2 separate regions of the Mus musculus genome follow, and region 2 is linked to region 1. A link is a contact called in public Hi-C data. All regions are on one chromosome and are shown on one strand. The core of a region is the stretch at or near the end of the contact, and the rest is flanking DNA. Distances in the headings are between cores, read along the strand shown. Region 1 has its middle 4.5 kb from the start of Gm28876. Region 2 holds the start of Smug1 (single-strand selective monofunctional uracil DNA glycosylase).

Region 1 (7,103 bases), core at 4,221-6,720:
TCTCCAGGCTCCTCTTCCAGAGTGCCTTTGGGATCTATGACTCAGTTTTTGGAATGCTATTTGGGTTTTTTGCTTTTTCTCAAATCACTGAAATTAATAATTTTTACTGATTGATTCAAATATTTTATAAACTGGCTCTAGAGTAAATTTAAAATATATACATATTATTTTGTGTGTGTGTGTGTGTGTGTGTGTGTGTGTGTGTGCTCGTGAGCATGGGCTCTCCCTTACCTGAATGTATGTATATACACCACATGTGTGCAAGAACGCAATGGAGGCCAAGAGGGTATTGGCTACCACGGACCTAGAGTTACAGGCAGTTATGAGTGACCATGTGTGTGCTAGTAACTGAACCCAGGTCCTCTGTAAGAGCAGCTAGTGTTTAACCACTGAGCATGTCTTTAGCTCCTAATGCCATTTGTTTGTTTGTTTGTTTGTTTCTTGGTGTAGTCCTATCTGCCCTGAAACTCAATCTGTAGACCAGGATGGGTTTGAACTTGGAGATCTGCCTGCTTCTGCCTCTGCCCCACAAGTGCTGGAACTAAAGGCATGTGCTACCATGCCTGGCCTCCTAAAGCAAATTTTTAAAGATGGCATCACAGAAATATTTTTATCAACAGAGGTGCATTTAAAAGTACTTACATGTCCTCCTACCAGGACTGTTTTGAAGGTCAGCCCTCAGCTGTCCCACTGCATTGGCTTAAAGATGCTGATCATAGACAAATATCCTGTGTTCTGTACTCTACCATCTCCCTTTTCCTACAACAGGAAGAGTAATGAGTTCTTCTCATAGGCCACCATTCACATTTGCCTTTGACAAAGGAAAGAGGAAACAGGGTCCCATTGCTGTGCCCATAGGGCAGGCCCAAGTGAAGAGACATGCCAGCATCCAATGAGGAGGTGGGGTTTTTACGCACACTGCGGCAACACCCAGCTATGCCAGCTCTTTGTTCACTCTCAAGAGGACTTGCTTAGCTGGGAAAGGATTGCATAGTTCTATTTCAGGGTCCAGATTCCTTTTTGAGATTTATTTACTTTATATGTATGAAGGCTTTATCTGCATACATGTATGTATACCATGTATAAGCCTGGTGCCCAAGGAAGTCAGGAGAAGGTGTCAGACTATGGGTGGAGTTATGGATGATTGTGAACCACCCTGTGGGTGCTGGGAACTGAGAACTTGAGTCCTCTGTAACAGCAGAGAGCTCTTAAGAATTGAACCATCTCTCCAGACCTCAGATTCTTTTCTTTGACTTTATTTAGTGGCTCATATCTTTAATTTTAGTGCTATGGAGGCAGAGGCAGGCTGATCTCTGTGAGTTCAAGGCCATCCTGATCTACAATCGAGTTCCAGGTCAGCCAGGGCTATACAGAGAGACTCTGCCTTACAAAGCAACAACAAAAATTGTTTATGGTGCTGGAGCTCCAACTGAAAACTTTGCACATGGTAGCCTAGAGTGGTGTCTTTGAATTGACATACTTCCTCAGTCCTAGATTAGTCCCTTATTCGCCTACATTTCACATGTTAAAATCAGCCCTAAGGTTTAAAAAAGGGAATCTGTCATAAATTATGTAAAATGCACCTTTCACTGTGGAGGACAGAAGCTACCCATGTTGGTAACCTGTAATCTCAGTTTTCAAGAGGATGAGGCAGAAGGCTCACTAGCTCGAGGCCAGCCTGAGCTTCATAGAAAGGCCCTGCCAGACAACAACACAAGAGGGGGTTGTGGGACTCAAAACAAACAGAAATGAAGAACTACAGGTGTGGAAATTTCTAGAGCACAGGAAGAACACAGGCCAGGGAGACTGAGGCAAATAGGAACTCTTGCCTGCTTTGGGCAGTAGGGTGTTGTTTCTTTTGATAGCCTGTGCAGGTCTTGAACCTCAGGTGGGAAAGGTGAGTAGCCAGGCTGAGACCAGGAGGAGGTGACCTCCAGGAGGCTCCACCAGGCAGAAAGTTCAACGAGGCTTTGCTGCCTGCCTAAGCTCCGTGTAACCCAGGAATTCACTGGGAGAAGAGACCCATTTCCCAGGCCTTCACAGCCCTTAGGATTCGTGAGACTCTGGCAAGGGGCTTCCTCATGGATTTTAATTAAGTGATTAATTTTTTATTGGGTCCTTTGATATTTCAGAGCTGGTCCCACTCCCTCTAGTTGCCCATCTGCCTCCCAAGTGTGAAGAGCAGAGACGAGAGCCCCACCCTGTCCTAGCTCAGGAAGCAGAGAGCTAGGAGGTGGAAATCACTCTATCACCTCCACACCTCTGGGACCAGTGACACTCTGTACAAAGGAGTCCACCACGTCTCCCAGATTCCCCGGGCTAATGAGTAACGCAGTGTGGGGAACATGCCTTCAGGTCCCTTAGTGGCCTTTCTATGCTAAATCCTGGCTAAGCTGGAAGCTGTTTATCCTCCACCCAGGGATTAGGAACCTGTTTGAGTTAGAAGGGCAGAAAAAGGCCAGAGCTGACTAGGCCTCCCACCTGCTTTCAGGAGCTTAGGCCTGGTGCTGAACCAGCAAGGGGGAGGAGGGAGGGAGGGAGGGAGGGAGGGAGGGAGGGAGAGGAGAGAGAGAGAGAGAGAGAGAGAGAGAGAGAGAGAGAGAGAGAGAGAGAGAGAGAGATCTGTCTCCAATCTTTCTTTCCTATTGATCTCCTGCCTCCAGCTGCTCGGCCAACTTTTGAATCTTGAGCCTTTCCACCCTCTCACCACTGCCCTTGTCAAATATCAACATGTCTTGGAAATGTGGGAAGGAGCAAGAGAGAGGGGTGCTATGTTGTCATGATGGTGACTGGAATCCTATATGTGTTTTCCTATATGAGGCCAGGGTGTGGGGGTCTTCCCCTCCCAAGATCCCTGCCCAATCTCTTGACTTCATCTTGAAAGGAAGAGAAGGTTAGACTCTAGGAAGGACTTACTTTTAGCAGCAGAAGCAGTTCTTTTAGAGTTTTATGAAAATTCAAGTTCAGTATTTTATTGAGAGCAATAAGGTCTTAAAATGAAACAGAGAGAAAAGACTGTTCCCTCGGGCGTCCTGCTGGTGGGGACATTGCCACTTGCTGTTGAAGCACAGAGCTCTTTTCTGGCAATGTGTTCCTGCACGTGCACACATGCACATGTATGCAGGTTTGTTCACCACAGCTTGCCCACAGAATTATGTGCCACCGACACAAACATACAGCCTGGCAGGGACCAACAAGTATCTTGCAGAAAGTAGAAAGTAAAGCCTTTATCCCGTTGTGGTCCAGGGTGCTGTTCAAAGAAGCCTCCAGTGACTGTCAGGGTGAGGCCAACATCAGCCATGAACACAGTTGTCCCCCCACTTAGAGTCCCTCTACAGGACTGGAGAACACAGGTTTCCTTGGGGAACAAATCTAGAATAAATAGCATATTTTCCTACCAGAGCCCCGGAAGCACAGTAGGCTCACCTCTGTTTGTCTGAAAGGCTCTGCTGGGATTTGAGGTGCTGTGGTGCCAGCACTAAAGGGTTGGCTTTCTTGGAATACAGTCCTGCTTTAATGGAGAGAAGGCTACATCTTCTGGCCTGTCTACCGTCCCTGAAGCTGTATAGAAGCCCAGGACAGAAAAGGTATGTGACATAGAGATATTTTGTAGCCTTGGACTGGATAAAAGCAAATTTGGAGGGAACACGGGATTAACATAGTGCAGAACCCAAGGATCCCAAGGAGAGGGTACAAAGGTCCAAGCGAGAAGGGGAAGACTATGGGTGGATGTAGAGTGTCTGTGTCCATCTGGAAGGGGAGGGAAGAGGAAGGCAGCAGTGAAAAGAAAAGAAGAAATTAAAATGAAGGCCCTGAGCCTGCTAAAGACTGCCAGATTAATACAAAGGGTGGGAGAAGCACTGTGTGGGCTGAGAAGGGCTAGCAGGCAGTGGCCGCCCAAGGGAAGAGCCCCAGAGAGACAGTCTGTCTTTAGGAAAGGTGGGGAGGAAGGCAGGCAGGAGAGGAGCTGCATAGGAAGGCCCTGCCCACTGGGCCGCACGGAGGGTGAAGACTGGACCTGCTTCTCTCTCTTCTGGTTCCAAGCCAGGGTTTTAGCCCCCACCAGCCTCCCTGAGCCCAGGGCTAAGGCTGACAGGACTGCAGCTTCTCTGGGCCCTGGGTAGATTTGAATAATTAAGTCATCTGGATTCTTATGATTTACCATTTTCAATGATAAATAGACAGCGCCCAAGCCAGCCAGTTGGCAAAACTCTGGCTGCTAGTTATAATCTGTCAAGCTGCCAGCAGATTCATGTTTTATGCTAATGGAGAGAGGCTCATTGACTAGGGGTGGCTGCGACCGGGTCAGCTCTTTCCTCAGGCACCCCAGAGGTCGAGAGGTCGGAGAAGAAGGGTTGAGGCTGATATGGATTTTCTGTAAGGGTCAGTGTAATTTTGTAATAATTCAGCAGTGCACACAAACTGGCACACAGAGGGTCACGTATGCAGAGATATGTTCAGGCCTCATACACCCACATCACCCTCCACGTACTGGCAGTTGGACCTGTACAGGCCTTTGGGCTTGGGGCGGGCACCTAAGATAGGACTGGGTCCACTTGTCCACCTCTGCAACCATCTTGAACACGCACACCCTGTGTTCACCTTCAGAGGTGCAATTATACCAAGATAAACTTATAGATATATTCGTCAGCCTGGAGAAACGGATGACATCACCCCCACACTCATGTGCCTGCACTGTGACGGAACAGTCTGCATTACAAAGCTGAGAGGTAACCAGGACCTCCATTCCTTTTCCACCCATTCCATACCCTTTACTTCAGGGCATGAAAGCGCCAAGTCCCGGAAAAAGCAGCGGGCTGTGTGTCACCCTGCCGACTAGGGTGGCAGGGACAGATCTGAGAAGACATGAGAGCCCGACACCTGACAAATGCAAAGACTGCCGTGAAAATCAGTTGACAGACACCAAATTTGTCTTTTTTTTCCCCATCTGTTTATTTGTGTATCTATCCACAACACACGGAGGTCTCAGGGTGGCAAAGATCTTCCTATCCTCGAGGCACTCCGAGGTAAAGGCGGTGCTTTGCCTGTGATGAATACTGAAGAAAATATTAACAGAGCAGACAGCTGCAGCTACTGGCCTGAAAAATGGGCCAAATTGCTCATTTTCCCTCCTAGGTCTCCACCTCAACAAATGTGGATATCATTGCTGGCTTGAGGGGTCTAAGAACAGGTCTAGGTCTGGGTGAAGACCTCCTGCTCCTGGATGTGGAAATCCTGGCCTTTGGTGTGATAGGATATGCTAATTCCAGACCAAATTAAAAGAGCCTGGCCTCTCTTCTGACCCCCAGGTGCCCTCGCGACAGATCAATGTGTGCAGGGAAAACGGAGAAGAAGGCAGCTGCCCTTCTGCTGAGAAGAGAATTTGAATTTTCATTGACTATGAGCAGGACTGGAAGCTGCAGGTCCTTCCTCCCGGCAGCTTTGAGGCTGACAGGAACAGGGCACAGGGAGAGATGAGCAGAGCGGGGTTAAACATTCATTTTCCAGGTCCGAGGAGGGGCGAGGACAAACCACACACAAAACAGAACTGCGAGGAGCTCAAAGGAGGTGGGAAGCCACTCAGCTTCGCTCCTCATGGCTGTTCAGCCTGCTGAGGTCCTGAGTCCTTCAAAGCAGATGAGGGATGAGGAAGTGAGTGTGGGCTCATCCTTTCCACAGTCACCTGGATTGAGCCTTTCTTGGGGGGTTGGTGTAGACAATGAGGGGAATCCACATTCTGATGTTCAGGGGTCAGAGTCTGCTAGGCTAGTGGGAAACACAACCTCCCAAACACACAAAGAATAGGGAAATGTGCTTTTCGTTTTTAGAAAGTTTAAGGTTTTAATTTGTGATACTGACCCTCATCCCCAGAGAGCAGTAACCTTGGGGACACCAGCACCTCTCTCCCAGAAACAGGGATGGAGTGGAAATGGAAAATGCAGAATTGTCTACAGTGAGTTAAGGCTATAAAGGTCAAAGTCACAACTGGTACCCTGCCCCTGGTTAGCAAATCCCCGGGCTTCTCACTTAGGGCCTCTTCTTTGAATCCCTGTATTTGCATCCTCATTATAAACTCCAGACAGAGGCAGAGTGTATGCCAGCCAGCCTCAGGGTCTCAGAGCAGGGCCTGCTGGGATACAAAAATCAAGAGTCCTGGCTCAGCATAGACAAAGGGGGAAAGAACACCAGGAAAAAAAAACAAAAAACAAAAACAAAGGCGGGGGGTGGGGGGGTGGGAGGAGAGGGAGGAGGAGGAGAGGAGAGGGAGGGGGAGGATTGGAGGAAAGAAGAGGGGCAACGTTATAGGAAGTGCTGGACAGAGGCCTCTTTGAAGAGGGTACTGTGAAGATTTTACTGAACCAGCTTACCTCTCTAGCTGTTGAGTTGGGGGATTTCTCAGCCAATGATCAAGGGTTACACTGCTCTTGGAAGACCTGACCCAATGACTTATCCCATCCCACTTTGGGGGAAACAAAGGAGATGTACTTTTATCTTATTTTTGTAGTGCTGAGGATTGAACCCCAGGACCTCACAAGTACTCTCACACACACAAATGTACAAATGAACCTGAATCATACACATAGACATATATTATATACACACAAAGAAACCTGAGTCACAACACGGAGAAGGGGATAGCTCAGTGGGACAGCACCTGCCTAGCATGCATGAGATATTGGGTTTGAGCCTCAACACCAAAACAAACAAAACAAACCTTGAATCTAATTGGGCAGTTTCCACAGGAGCACTGAGGACAAGGCATAGGTAATGTAGTACAGGCCCAACAGGCAACAAATACCAAGTTGATTCTTCTCCAAGCAGAGTCTAGAGTCATTTTGACAACTCATCCCTTGTATGGGTTCTGTAAATTACCCCATGCACCAGAGACTTGCTCGGCTCAGAGACTGGCCCTATGCCCTTTCTTACACAGAATTCATTCTTTAGTTCCTCCAGAGTTTATAAACTTCATACCAAACTCCTCTCAAATGAATCTCACCTATCCAAGCATGGGGAAACCCCTTAACCTTGTAGTCTTTTGGGGTAACTGATGGAAACGAGTGTAGTAAAGAATTTGCTAAGGATAGAAAAGTTTTCTTTAAGCA
Region 2 (7,171 bases), core at 3,483-5,982, 56 kb before region 1:
TGTCATGCTTAACCCTGTTCTGTAAGCTGTGGAGTGGATTATAGAGGTGAGGAGAGGATTATTTGTGTGTTCCGGGGTGGGGTGGGGTGGGGGAGGCAGGGGTTGGAGGACACCACATGGGACTGGGATGATGTGGGCAGAAAAGGGAACAGGGAGGCTATGGAAGAAGGCTGGTGACAGAACAGGATTAAGTGTGGCCTTCAAGTACCACAGGAGGACTCAAGTCTTCCTTTGTGTCTGGCTGGTTGTGGACACAAGCAGGGTGATTGGGTGACGGTTAGGTGGCATGTAGGGTCTCAGAGCGCCTTCCTGCTTGGCTTAGTGCCTCCCTCCCAGGCTGACCTGCCTTCCTTTCCTAACTGCTCAGCTCAGCTCTACTGTGGAGATATTCTCAGGCTGCAAAATCTAGCATCCATTTTTCTCACTCCAAGACCTGGGTATCAGTCCCCCAACCCCAAACACTGTCTGATGTCTGTGTGGTCCATTCAGGGTAACTGTTTTGGACAACTATAACACCACTCAGACAGATTATGCAGCCTCCTGCCCTCCCAGACATCTCCTACCATAGCATCAAGGCAAATTACTCAGTACCCCCTCCCCCAGCCCGGGGCTCTGATGAAATCCGATTAGTGAGAACTGAGCCTCACTGAGCTGATGGCTCCTCCGATAATTGCTTCCCAAGTAAGCAGTGTCAGCTCTCTAGCTGCCCACCCCTCTCCTGGGTTTCAAGGCATCCAGAGCCAGGGGACTGGGGACACCTGAGCTGTAAGATTAGGAAGCTGCCACCTGCCTCCAGTTAAGTGGGGTTTGACCCAAAAATTTGGCTTCTGTGGTCTTGGAATTGAGGGTCAGGGTAAAGCCTTAGCCAACGGAGGCCCACATTCCTACCTTCTCACTTTTTGGGTAAATCGGTGTACCCATTTTTCTGCAGGATAGAGGAAGGTAAACACAGAGACCAAAGGCAAGGAAACGGCTTGATATGAACTCAACTGCCCTGCTTCCTCAATTCTTGGAGGTAGGTGGGAATTGGGGGCTTGGCCTGCAGGCAGCTTCCTCTACTCTAGTCTCCTATCCACCAGGCAACCCAAGGAAGGTTAAACTCCTGAAGAACTGGAGAGTCCTGTAACAGATGCCTTTGGAGGCTGATCAGCCTCTGTGAGTTCTGAGCCAGAGTCAAGGACAGACTGTTGGGGTGCAGAGGCCTGGGTTCCCCTACATTCTGGGCCTGCCCTCCTCCTTTTCAAAACAGCACATTTTGTGGGTTTGGTGTCTGTTTGACATTTATTTACTTATGAGTGTGTAATCATGTGCCATCATCACCTTTTGTAGAGGCAAAAAAGACTGCTTTCAGGAGTCAGTTCTCTCCTACCATGTGGATTTTAGGGATTGAATTGAGGTCATCAGGCTTAGTAGCAGGCACTTTTACCTGCGGAGCCACCCTTTTCTGTCTGTGTTTTTTAAAAACACAGTCTAGCTCTATAGCCCAGGCTGGTGCCAAACTTGTGATCCTCCTCCCTCAGTCTCTAGTGCTGTTATTATAGGTGCATGAAACCATACCCAGCAAAAAGGGCATTTTATGTGCCTGCTAATTCCTCCTTGTTGCCTTTTACTGCAAGTGTGTGTGTGCACATGCACACTTGCATTCGTGTGTGCATGTGTGTGTGTGTGTGTACAATTGAATAGAATCCAGGACTTTGTGCATGCTAATCTGTAGTTCACCACTGAGTTATACCCAGTCCTCCTTCCTTTTTTTGACTTTTCATTTAGTCTCCCGACCTTCGGAAACTGAACTCCCAGTCCCCACACCTAACTCAGGCAGGGTGTGGTCTCTGATGGACTTTCCAGGGATGAGTTGGCTAGTACTGTACTGTGCCTTTGTGTCTGGCCGGGAGGTTGAGGGTTCAGCCCAGCATCCTCTTTCAGGCCTGCCAGTAGCCATAGCAACCTGTGTGACTAACCTTCACACAGCCCCTTTTGGGACAGGCCTTAATAAAGCACTTTGCCAGTTAATTTATCACGAAAGACAAAGAGATTTCAAGGATTGTCCCATTTTACAGCTGAGATAACCGAGGCACAGAGAAGTGAAGTAACCTGCCTGGACGTCCCCATTAGTAAGCTGAGAGCGTGACAGCAGATCAAGCCCTGATTCCAGCTTTCATTCTGACCTGGCTGTGAGAGAGGGGATTAGAGTGTGGAAAGAAAGCTCCAGAAAGTCCTTTGGAGTTCCCCAGGGAAGTGGCCAGGTGACACCTGGTACCCGGAGAGGGGAAAACGTGGCTTGCATTCATCCAATAGGCAATTTTAAGCTTTGTGCAGCAGGAGCCCTTGGCAGGAGAAAGGCTGCCTGGCCTAGAATTCCTAGCGAAGCAAAGCTAGCTCCCTCAATGGCCGATAGATGGCGCTCGTGGCCCAACACAGCCTCTGCAGCCTGCGGAAACCCGAGGGAAACAAGAAAGCAAGTTAACCCTTCTGCACCCGGGAGGCGAGTAGAGGCTGTGGGGCCTCAGAGGCCCCTTCACAGCTTAGAGCGCACCTGCTAGCTCTTTCTTGGCTGCGGCCAGAATCTACTGTCCCCCTTATCTCACAGGACCAACAGACATTGTCAGCCTGTCCGTTGGAAGCTTCTGGAGGGTCAGGAGACTAGGGAAGGGCTATGCTCACCTTTCATCTCTGGGTCTTGTTTCTAAGAATCTTTAGCAGAGCTCCATGAGAAGGCAGATGCTGAGGGGTATAAATTGAATTGGGGGTGGTGACCCGTATGGGACTTCAATTCTAGCACTTGGAAGATAAAGTCAAGCAGATCTCTGTGAGGTCAGTCTGGTCTCGGTAGTGAGTTCCAGGGCAGCCAAGATGAGACCTTGTTTCAAAACACTACCACTACCACCACCACTACCACCAACCCCTACCCCTGAAGCAGGAACAAAAACCCACTGGAAGAATCGGGTAAGCCAAAAAATTATGGGGGACACAGGTATCTGAACGGAAAATGAAGTCTATAATTAATTCCTTGCATCCTTCCACCAACTTCTTTTTTCTCTTTTCCTTTTTTTAGACAAGATTTCACTTATCTCAGGCTGGCCTCGGATGTGATATGTAGCAGAGGAACTTCCTGAATTTCTGATACCCCTTCCTCCTCTCCCAGAGCTGTGGTGTTACATACAGCCCTCCTGTCTCAACAGGCTCTTAGGATTCTTAAATAACAAGACAACACTATGGTGAGGTTTTGTTTGTTTGGAGACAGGAAAATGTGCAGAAAACAGAGATAGAGAGTCCTGTTCACGAAGTTTACTTTTCTTCATTGCAGAGGAAGTAGAGATATTGAGGTGTGCCCAGGGGAAGATAGAGGCACCTAGAGACAGAAAGCAAGCCATGGAAGAGGTGAGCGACAAATCGTACAGAAAGAAAGTGGCAAGACCCAGAGGGACAAGGCTGCTGTGCACTACAGCTCAGCAAGTAAGGGGCAGCCTCGATGGAATACAGGTGAGTGATTCCTCACCTTGATGCTGGATGGTCACTACTCACAACAGCTGCACCCACTGCTTTTATCTGGATGCTAGAGCAGTCTTGGGAAAGGCATTGTGTTCTGGGTTCCCTGGTCTTCTTCCCTAGCACCCATTGGGGACTTTGCTTTGGTGATGAGAGCCCTGGCTTCCCCCGGCATGAGTATTGGGGAAGGCAAGGGACCCAGAAGATATCTACCCATGGAAGATTCCAGTTGAGTGAAAAGTCACAGTGAAATGTCCAGTTAGATAGGAACAAAGCAGGGTGTGAATGGCTTTGGAAGTCAGTGCTGAGGGGCTAGTTAGGTGCAATTAGGGATTAAAGTTTGTTGGAGAAGGCTTCCTGGGAAGACTATTGTAGGAGAGTCTGGAAAGATGGGATGTGTTATTTATATATGTCTACTTATGAGGGCCAGGAGACATAAGAGTTGGTAAATAAACAAAAATCTGAGTCAGGACGATCTTCCTTACTAACCTGGGTGGGCACCACCAACCTGTTCAGAGTCCAGTGCAACCAATGACTAAGGAAGGGCTCTTAACACAAAGGGCTTCCCTGGTTCTCCAGCTTACAGGCAGCAGGTCCCATAGGGCTGTGAGCGTATTTCCACAATACATCTCCTCACATTGATAAAAGGATGGTTTTGATTTTGCTTCTTGGAGAAACCCAATTCAGGATACAGGCTGGCAGATGTCAAGGCAAGAGAGAAACAGATTAAAATGGCGAGGCTGTGGATTTAGATGCTAATGCTAACAGGGATGTTCACTGTCAAAGAGGTAGGTGCTGAGAGAAATGCCTTCGTGGATATTTGTTTGGTTGTTTTGTTTTGTCGAGTCAGGGTTTCTGTGTAGCCCTGGCTGTCCTGGAACTCACTCTGTAGATCCGCCACAACCACACGGTTGCCTCTTTGGATGTTATGTAAACAGTTAATGGCCCTTGGAGGGCTGCAAAGATGATGCCTTATACCTCGGGGCAGCAAGAGGGAAAGGTCTCTGGTGGATGAGGTATTGGGGATGGCTGCAGAGTCCAGATGGTTGTGACGTCTTGATGTAAATCATATTATTAAACTACAATCCCCAGCGACCCGTGGAACTCTTTTAGCGAGTTTTCCGGGGATTTGGCATTTCCGGCGGAAGCAGACGTCGCTAGCCATTCTTCTTATTTAAATGCTGTCGACTACAACTCCCAGTGCCCTCCGCGCCAGGACGAAGAAAGGAAGCGGAAGCTGCATGGGGAGCTTGTGCAGGTGAGGGAGTAGGGGGCTGGATCTCTGGGAAGGGCGGTGGGGGCTCTCGGAGTTCCGGAGAGGTAGCCGCTCTGTGACTCCAAGGCCTACAAGGGGCCCCTGTGAGCCCTGCAGCGCTGTTTTGATTTAAATCCTGTGGATTTCTGTACCACCTACAAGGGACAGCGGCTAGCTAGTGGCTTGGATTCTTATTTTTGTTTTAGGTTTATTTATGTTATTTTTTATATATGGGTGTTTTGTCTGCACACCAGAAGAGGACATTGGATACTATAGGACTGCAGTTTGACTCTTGCAAGCCGCATTATGGGTGCTGGGAATTAAACTGAGAACCATTGAAAGAGCAGCCAGTACTTTTACTTAATGAGCCTCCATCGCACTGTGGCCTGGATGTATCTCAGGGTTGCCCTTTGTTTTTTAATGTAATTTGAAATGTGTGACATGTTTCTTAAGGCATTTTGCTTTTTGAGGGGAAAAAATGCACACACACACACACACACACACACAAAAGGCTCCTGATCTTCTCATCTTTCCGCCTCTACCTCCTGAGTGCTGAGCTGATAGATACGAGCTTCTATACCTGGTTTACAGTGCTGGGGATTGAACCCAAGGCTTCATTCATCTTTGGTATACACTCCACTGAGTTGCAGCATCAGGCATTGAGCTTATGGCTGTTGGTGACTTTAGGGAGGACTGTCAGACTTCCTGCTAGGAATTTTTTTTTTTTTTTTTTGATTTTTTGTCCAGGACAGCAAAGCTCAGATTATATCTGTCCTCTTAGCTCTTCATGGCTTATCCCAAACCTGTCTTATATCTTATTTTGGAGTTATCCCCCCAACATATGAGGGACTCAAATATTTAAGAAATAAACAATTGCTGGAGGTAGGTTGATGGTTCCTATAGAGAAGAGCCTTAAAGTGATTTGTGCAAGAGAACCTTCTTAGATGTCTTGGCTGGTAGGGCTCTTGCCACCAAACCTGATGACTTATATTCATTCCTCAGAGCCTTGACAGTAGAAGAGAACCAGCTCCCAAAAGTTATCTTTTGCCACATGAGTTGCTAAGGTGTGCTTGCTCTCCCTAGTAAATAAAAACAACTGTTAAGAGAAAGAACCGTTTAAGAGAGGAAACCAGGACTAGCATTCTAGTTAGCCTGTGACACTTGCTACCAGATGAACAGTGAAAATAAGCTCTCCTCACTTCTGTGCATGCCTATCCTTGCTGTCTTCAGCCCAGAGCAGACCCATCTTAGACCTGAGAGAGATCCCTGTGCTGTTTTTTCTAATATTGGTTCTACACAGGGACTTGCAAAGCAAAGGTCCCAGAAAACCCAGTTCGCCACACCGTCCTCAGCTTTCCAGAATGTTCTGGGAGCCTGTGTGGACAAACCAGATTTCTAGCCTGCTATGGTGACACATCCAGGTAATCCCAGCACTCGGGAGACTGAGGCAGGAAGAAGGCCACTGGTTGGAGGTTAGTAGGTCTACATCTTGAATTTTAGGACAGGCAAAGCCATGTAGTGAGACTTTGTCTCAAAACGCATAAGATAAAAATAAAGTCTAAAAGAAAGAAGGAGGAGGAGGGAGAGGAGGAAGCAGCAGAGGCAGTGGGAGCTAGTGATGTAGCTTAGTGATATACTATTATTACCATCATTCTCTCATACTGGGGTTATGGGTGGTAGAGAGGAATCCATCAGTAATGGTTCATTAAGGATCAGGGCAGCTCAGTAGTAAAGTCCTTGCCTGGCTCCAGGGTTCCACCCCTAGCACAGAGAAACAAAAATGTTTTGTTTAAAGGTAGCTCTAAACAAGACTGATAGATAGAGTGGAAATGGATAGAGCTGGGCAGGGGTTGGTGATAAGACCTAGGATGTTATAGATGTGGTGGGGATAGACTAGAACCTGGCTTCTAGTCTTCCTTACCCTGGTTGGGGAGGCAAAAGGGTGAAGTCATGAAGAAGCCACTAATTCTGGCAGTACCCAGTGGCTCTCAGCCTTCTCCTGCACATCTAAATCACTTTTTTTGAGATACATATGTCTTGGCTTCACAGCCAAAATGCCAGGCAGTTCATTGTTCTGAGAAAAACAGCATGAGAGAGGAAAGCTAGAACCTAGGTCACAGATTCAGGGGTTCCAGTCCCTGGCTGTTTGGCCTCGTGGCTTGTGCTGAGGCAGAACATCATGGTGGAAAGGTGGGTATAGGGCAAAGCTCCTCATATATTAGCCAGAAAGAAGGGGTGTAGCGGTGAAGGGATCAGGGCCAAGATACACCCTTCAAAGACACACCCCCAGGGACCTGCTTCCTCCAATGAGGCCTCACTTCTAGTAGCCTATGATGTTAGCATCCTCATTTATCCAGCCATCTCTGATAGCTGGAGATCAAGCCTTCAACGTTTTATAATCCTAGCTGTGGGGTGGGCTGGGGTCTGAGG

Evidence for each region. A called contact is a pair of places that touch in the nucleus more often than the background predicts.
Region 2: a contact with region 1 is called in a Hi-C map of stem cell-derived motor neurons, with 6 times the contacts expected there. The contact joins the promoter of Smug1 here to the enhancer-like site in region 1. A contact is called at or near these places in 3 of 39 promoter capture datasets (cranial neural crest, embryonic stem cells and macrophages), 3 of 15 datasets of contacts at CTCF or cohesin (embryonic stem cells and stem cell-derived epiblast-like cells), 22 of 484 Hi-C or Micro-C datasets (B cells, the CH12 cell line, the HL-1 cell line and 11 more), 13 of 115 datasets of contacts at active chromatin or transcription factors (the SCID.adh cell line, differentiating embryonic stem cells, embryonic hindbrain and 5 more) and 4 of 9 other capture datasets (adipose tissue, embryonic stem cells, liver and 1 more).

The regions. Positions count from the first base shown.
Region 1 is chr15:103,105,383-103,112,485 of GRCm38.p6, reverse strand. No RefSeq gene overlaps it. Among named protein-coding and RNA genes, the nearest start is that of Gm28876, 4.5 kb to the right of the region's middle. Within about 2 kb of position 5,470, at least 3 of the 459 cell types and tissues checked have an H3K27ac peak or open chromatin away from gene starts, as enhancers often do. A contact at or near this core is called in stem cell-derived motor neurons, where this site is marked.
Region 2 is chr15:103,160,845-103,168,015 of GRCm38.p6, reverse strand. It overlaps Smug1 (single-strand selective monofunctional uracil DNA glycosylase), which reads left to right and starts at 4,732. Exons shown (of 6, transcript NM_027885.3): 1 at 4,732-4,744; 2 at 6,042-6,213; 3 at 6,791-6,931.